Regions from separate parts of the Oryctolagus cuniculus genome. Here region 2 is linked to region 1. A link is a contact called in public Micro-C data. All regions are on one chromosome and are shown on one strand. Each heading gives the region's core, a stretch centred on a gene start, on an enhancer-like site or on the middle of the called end of the contact. The rest is flanking DNA. Distances are from core to core; before and after follow the strand shown. Region 1 holds the start of ENC1 (ectodermal-neural cortex 1). Region 2 overlaps LOC108178929 (a long non-coding RNA gene).

Region 1 (2,700 bases), core at 114-2,613:
GATTAAAATAAAACATAAACGCGAAGGCTCAGGGGAAATGACTTGCTTTCTGGTTTAGAATTATGCAAACATGAACATATCAGGAGACAGGACTGAAGCCACTAAATACACCTTCATCAAAAAAGGAATCATCCTTGCAGCATTTTTTAAAGCCCCCAGAGACATATTTGCATACCAAGTGAGTGGCGACGACACGCACACATATACTTAACCTGCGTCTACAAAGGCAGAAAAGGGCTGCTATTACTGTGAACATCAAAAGGGCTTCTAGTTACAGTACGCTCGGTTCACGCAGTGCTTATGCAGGCTCCCTGTCTCCCACACGCCAGCAGGCTCTCCAGATTTTCAACCTGATCTCGACCCAATCAAAGGAGAAAGCGGGCAGATTTTTCTCGGACTTCTGCGTCATTGCTAACAATGGGTCAACATTATAAAAATCTTGTTCACACACACAGCTTTCGCCATATAATCCTCTGTAATAGTCGAAAGGCTACTTAACTCGCCGGCCAAGCCCGTGAGGGCAACGCCAAACTCCAAGCCTAACAAGTTCAATGTTTCATCTCTACCCCGCCCACCGATTCCTATCCTTTGAACCTGGTAAGGGAACACCAAAAGCCGACTGCTCGCACAGGAAAAACACTAGTTTTGCAGAAACCAGTTTTCATTCATTTCCTGCAGACATTTCTACCCCCCCCCCCACCGCGCCCGTGAACGCGCTCGCACTAGGGGTGTCTGGTTCCAGCTCTCCCCCGAGACCGGTAGGGCGCAACGTGGGCAAACCAGCCCTCGTGCTGAGCCCTGGAGGCCGCAGACAGCGAGACTGATCTTATCCCTGGCTAGGCTCCGCGATTCCCCCCGCGGCTCGCCGGAGTTTCACGCCGCGGAGAGGAAGCCGGCCGGCCCCTCCGGCGATGCCCTGCTCCGGCTTGCTGTGGTAGAGGCAGCGGCGGGCATCGGGAACAGCTCCCCCAGCCCACGCCGGGAGCCCAGAGGCCCGGCGCGTCCTCACCCCTCGCGAACACACCCCCCGCAGGCCGGGCGGCACCCGCAACAGGTCCCAGGCAGTGGAGGAAACTTACAGCGCTGGCGACTGCCTGGAGCACGACCGGCTGAGTGCTAGCCTCGGTCACGGGCGGGGAGCCGACGAAGCGGGCGTCTCAGTCCCGGGAAGCGGCGGTGGCGACTACCCGGGAGAAGCGATCGCGCATGGGGCGCCCGCCGGGGAGAGAACCGCGCCGGAGGCCGGCTACCGCTGGCGGCTCGCCTCGGCCTCACGGTCTCAGGCCGCGGACCCTGTGCCCAGGACCCGCGCGCAGCGTCTCCCGGAGCGAGTCTTGGGAGGGCAGAGCGAGCCTGCGGCTGCAGGCACCGCGGAAGGAGGCGGGCTGTGCACTGGGGGAGGGAGCCAGAAAGCGCCTTGCGCCGGGCGGCCGCCTGGCGTCTAGACCTGGTCTCCACAGCGCCACCACCGCGCCGCCGCCGCCGCCTCCCTCTCTCTCCCGGGCCGAGAGTCTGCGCCCGGCCACCGCGAGCCGGGCTATAAACGGCGCGGCGGGGAGGGGTGGAGAGAAGGAGGGGGGGGCGCGAGTGCCGAGACTGACATGGGGCTTGGGGGGGGGGGGAGGAAGCACATTAGCGCGGCGTACGGAGGAGGAGGGAGAAGGAGGAGGAGGCGGAGGAGGGAGGGAGGAAGGGGGGAGGAGACGAGGAGCAGGGGAAGAGTGTGTCGGGGGAGTTAACCGGGAGAGGAAGCCAGGGAGGGGGCTGCGGGCGGTGCAGGGAAACAAAGCGGACGCGCTCTCAGCCTTTGGCAGCTGCAGCTTTCGAGGGCCGCGAATAAAACAAGTTTCCGGGGTCGAAGTGTCTGTCTCTCAGGACCAGACTGCTGAATGGATCCCCTGGGAACTGAGCGACCCTCCGCAGGGGAGCGCGCCCCGGGCTGCCAGCGCCCACGAGATGCTCAGGACAGGCTGGCCGGGGCGAGTGGGTGTCCGCGGCACGCGCCCTGGGCGCGCACAACCAGCGCGCATGGGTAGGACAATCGGAGGGGGCACAATGACAAGGGAAGGCGCTGCAGTCTGCACACTCTGGGCACTATGCGAGTCTTGCAAGCTGGGACTAGGGGTTTCTCGCTGGCACGCGGCCAGACTCGAGCCCCGGGCGCTTTCCCGTTGTCTTCCTTCCTCACTCCGGACGGGTGCGGCGCTCGCAGCCGGACTCTGCTCCACGCCTGGCAGGAGCTGCAGCGGTCCGGGCTCTGTCCCGCGGGGGCGCGCACCACGTGCTAGGCAGCCAATCGCTGTGGCCGCTTGATTCAAAGCCAACTCAAAGGAGCTACCACGCCAGCTCCTCTCCGTAGCGTTAAAGCCTCCATTCCCTCTGTCCGACCAGGCCCCTTCTGTTTTTTTTTTTTTGTGGGCTGGTGGTGCTTGGATGGCGTTCAGTAGAGAAGTGGCTCGGGCACGCATTTAATGCCCCGCGTGCCAGGAGGGAAAGGCACGGCACAAAGTAGCTTCCTGCGGCGATGCCTTTTTATTGAATCCTGTTTTCTTTTTGCGTTAAGTGCTTGCCTTGCCACTGGGAATAAAGTATTGGAATAATAAGGTCTGGGACGACCTGCATAGATTCCTGGCCCAACCCATCCCCCTCCCGTTTCACAGGTGAGAAGACTGAGACCGAGGAAGGTGTGCCGCGCTTGGT
Region 2 (2,700 bases), core at 171-2,670, 440 kb before region 1:
AGGAAATATGTAACCACAGATAATCCAAGTAAAAGAAGACTTGCTCCCAGGTGCTACAATCCTCATGTGGGGTGCCATGTTCTTCACACCAAATTTCCATGCAACAGACAGCAAACTCCCATCACAAAAACAGCTATATAGATTATTCAAAGTTCTCATTTCTACTAATGCTACTTTCTATAATGCAACTAATTGAGTATTGATTGAGTATTGACTATACTATAACAACTCAGTTAACTGGCTTGCCTGGAAAATGGAGTGTTTGGTTAAGTGTATTTCCTGTTACTAAATAATTTAGTAGATGAGAACCTGCCTCTGAGATTATCCTTTATGCATGTGTAGATATGTTGATTGACTTGCATCAATAAAGACATAGCAATACAAAAGATGCAGTCATGGGCTGTGACACAAGCTGGGGTTTCCATGAAGGCTGTTCATCTTATCAGCTCTGTGATCTTGGGAAAATTCTTCAACTCCTGAATGTTAGTTCCGTCACTCATAGATTGGGGATAATAAATCTCTTTTCCTAGGATGACTGTGAAGATTTTATTACATCATGGATGAAGAATGCTTGGCATGCATCCCAATGTAAAGTTCACACTCCAACAAGTGGCACCTATTGTTGCTACTCCTGTTATCATTAAACTGACACTGTCTAAGGCCAGGGAGGCTCTTACAGCATGAGAGATCCAGGCAGGCTCAGAGCAACCCACCCCCAATGTCATTTGGAAGAGGTGAGGCTGGAAAAGCAAGGCAGTGATTGGCCTATGGATCTGCACAAGATTGTAAAAACCACCACATCCTGGGCACCCCTGCTGGTAGCTAAGCTTCCACTGCTTGGCTCAGCTTCCTATAACCCTATGGTTCCCTGAAGACAGAGAAGAGAATTCCTTGTCTCTATCAGATGCAAATCCCCAAGAGTTTCAATTGAAGAGCCATTTTTTTTTGTTTTTTGTTTTTTTGTGGCCTGGCTGCCATAACCCAGCAGCTGGAGCCAAGACTGTGCTTCTGTGTCATTGCAGTCCACTAGGCAGAATCATCCATGGAGTCTGCTAAGAGATTTGGAATGCTGTCACTTGGGGAATTCCAGCTGAAGAACTCTGGTGGGGCAGGAAGCAATTCCAGACAGCCATTGATTCTTTAGAAAAGCCACGCCCTCTTTGGCCTCCCTGTCTACCCTTCAGAGCCCTGCTCTGGTTTCCCACACACACAGTGTGTTCCTCTGGGCACTGGTTTCCCAGGAGGCTGGGAAAAAGAGAGATAGGCCTTCCAAGGTTACCAAACTTATCTCTTTTCCTCTGCTACACAAACAGCTTGTGTGAAGGCCACCCAGATTTCTGCAATTAAAGAGGAGCTTGCAGGGAAGGATATGGCCAAGGTTGTTTCATATTCAGCCAAGTTGAGGTTCAAATTGCCTCTGTGGGAGAACTCCCCGGCCATTGCTAATGAAGCAGGCTGAAGGTCCATGCAGGGACTAGCAGCTAGAGTACCAAGGCACTTTTCTTGCTTTGGGCAATGTTTTCAGCTCTGCCAGGGTCTGCTCATGAACCACAAGTTCAAAGTGATTTCAGATTAACAACAGTGATTCAAACAAGGACAATCTAATAAAATCTGGTGACCTACAGCAGTGGTTCTCAGGGTGAGCCCTGGACCAGCAACAATTCTTACCTGGGAAATGGTTAGAAATGCAAATTCTCAGGACCTGCCCCATTCCCATCCACTGACACAGAAATTCTTTGGCAGGTTGGGTTCAGTAAGTGTTGCATAAGCCCTCCAGGTGATTTGTGATGCATATTAATGTTTGAGAACCACTGACTTATAACCCTAGTGGTAAGAATTAAGAAAATCATTCCAGAAGTCTTAAAAAAAAAAAGTCTCACTAAACAGGTAAACTTGTCCCTGTCCTCCTCCACCCTCCCCGCCGCTGAGTGATCTAAGGACAGGCATGTGGAGGTAGGCAGTGGGTCAGACAGAAAAAACACACAGAAGGGACACACCTGGCACTCAGCACCTTCATTTCATGTGCTCATTCACAAATGAAGTACTTTGGTGCCTTAGAGAGGTTTTAGTTTGTCCTCCAGAAATAGTCGTCATTGTGTACAGGATCCTTAACCTGGTGAGGTGAGGACATGACCTGGCACAGGCAAGGAAACAAAAAGGAAAACAGTAACACTAGTGGTTGTGAGGGTTGGAACCAGACCTCAGCAAACAGTCATGGGGTTACAGCTCAGAAACAGAAAAGAGGATAGACAGAGAAGGGAAAAGAAGCAGGAAAAGAGAAAACAGAGGAGCCACCGTTGGAGTTCTAGGAGTTAAAGGACAAACGTGTGAGGCTGACACAAAACACACTTAACACTGGAGTTAGAGGAAAGGTTTATTGTCAGGTGGGGGAAGCCCGACAGAGTTGGGGGAGGGGGAGAGGGGGAGAGTGTAAGAGAGGGGAGCAGAGTTTAAGAGAGAGCGATCAAGAGAGAGAGGCACGTGATCAGGAACAAGTCCTCTTATACCTTTGCCGGGGGCAGGCAGGGAAGTAGGAACAACAAATCCCATTAGGGTGGGGGTGGAGCTGACACCTGTGGCTGGGCCATCTGGTCACCTGGCTTCCAGCAATGGCAGCGGGGGCCAGAACCCAAGATGGTGTTTGGGGCATAGATGGCACCACAAATAAGACTGTGCCATTTTATTTTATTTTTTTTCCTT

What was found. A called contact is a pair of places that touch in the nucleus more often than the background predicts.
Region 2: a contact with region 1 is called in a Micro-C map of ear pinna, with 5 times the contacts expected there. The contact joins the enhancer-like site here to the promoter of ENC1 in region 1. A contact is called at or near these places in 4 of 6 Hi-C or Micro-C datasets (ear pinna, embryonic fibroblasts, skin fibroblasts and 1 more).

What each region holds. Positions count from the first base shown.
Region 1 is chr14:36,276,103-36,278,802 of mOryCun1.1, reverse strand. ENC1 (ectodermal-neural cortex 1) reads right to left here and starts at 1,363. Exons shown (of 3, transcript XM_002721113.5): 1 at 1,080-1,363.
Region 2 is chr14:36,711,896-36,714,595 of mOryCun1.1, reverse strand. All of the region lies in intron 5 of LOC108178929 (a long non-coding RNA gene), which reads right to left. Among named protein-coding and RNA genes, the nearest start is that of ENC1, 440 kb to the right of the region's middle. Within about 2 kb of position 1,420, at least 1 of the 8 cell types and tissues checked has an H3K27ac peak or open chromatin away from gene starts, as enhancers often do. A contact at or near this core is called in ear pinna, where this site is marked.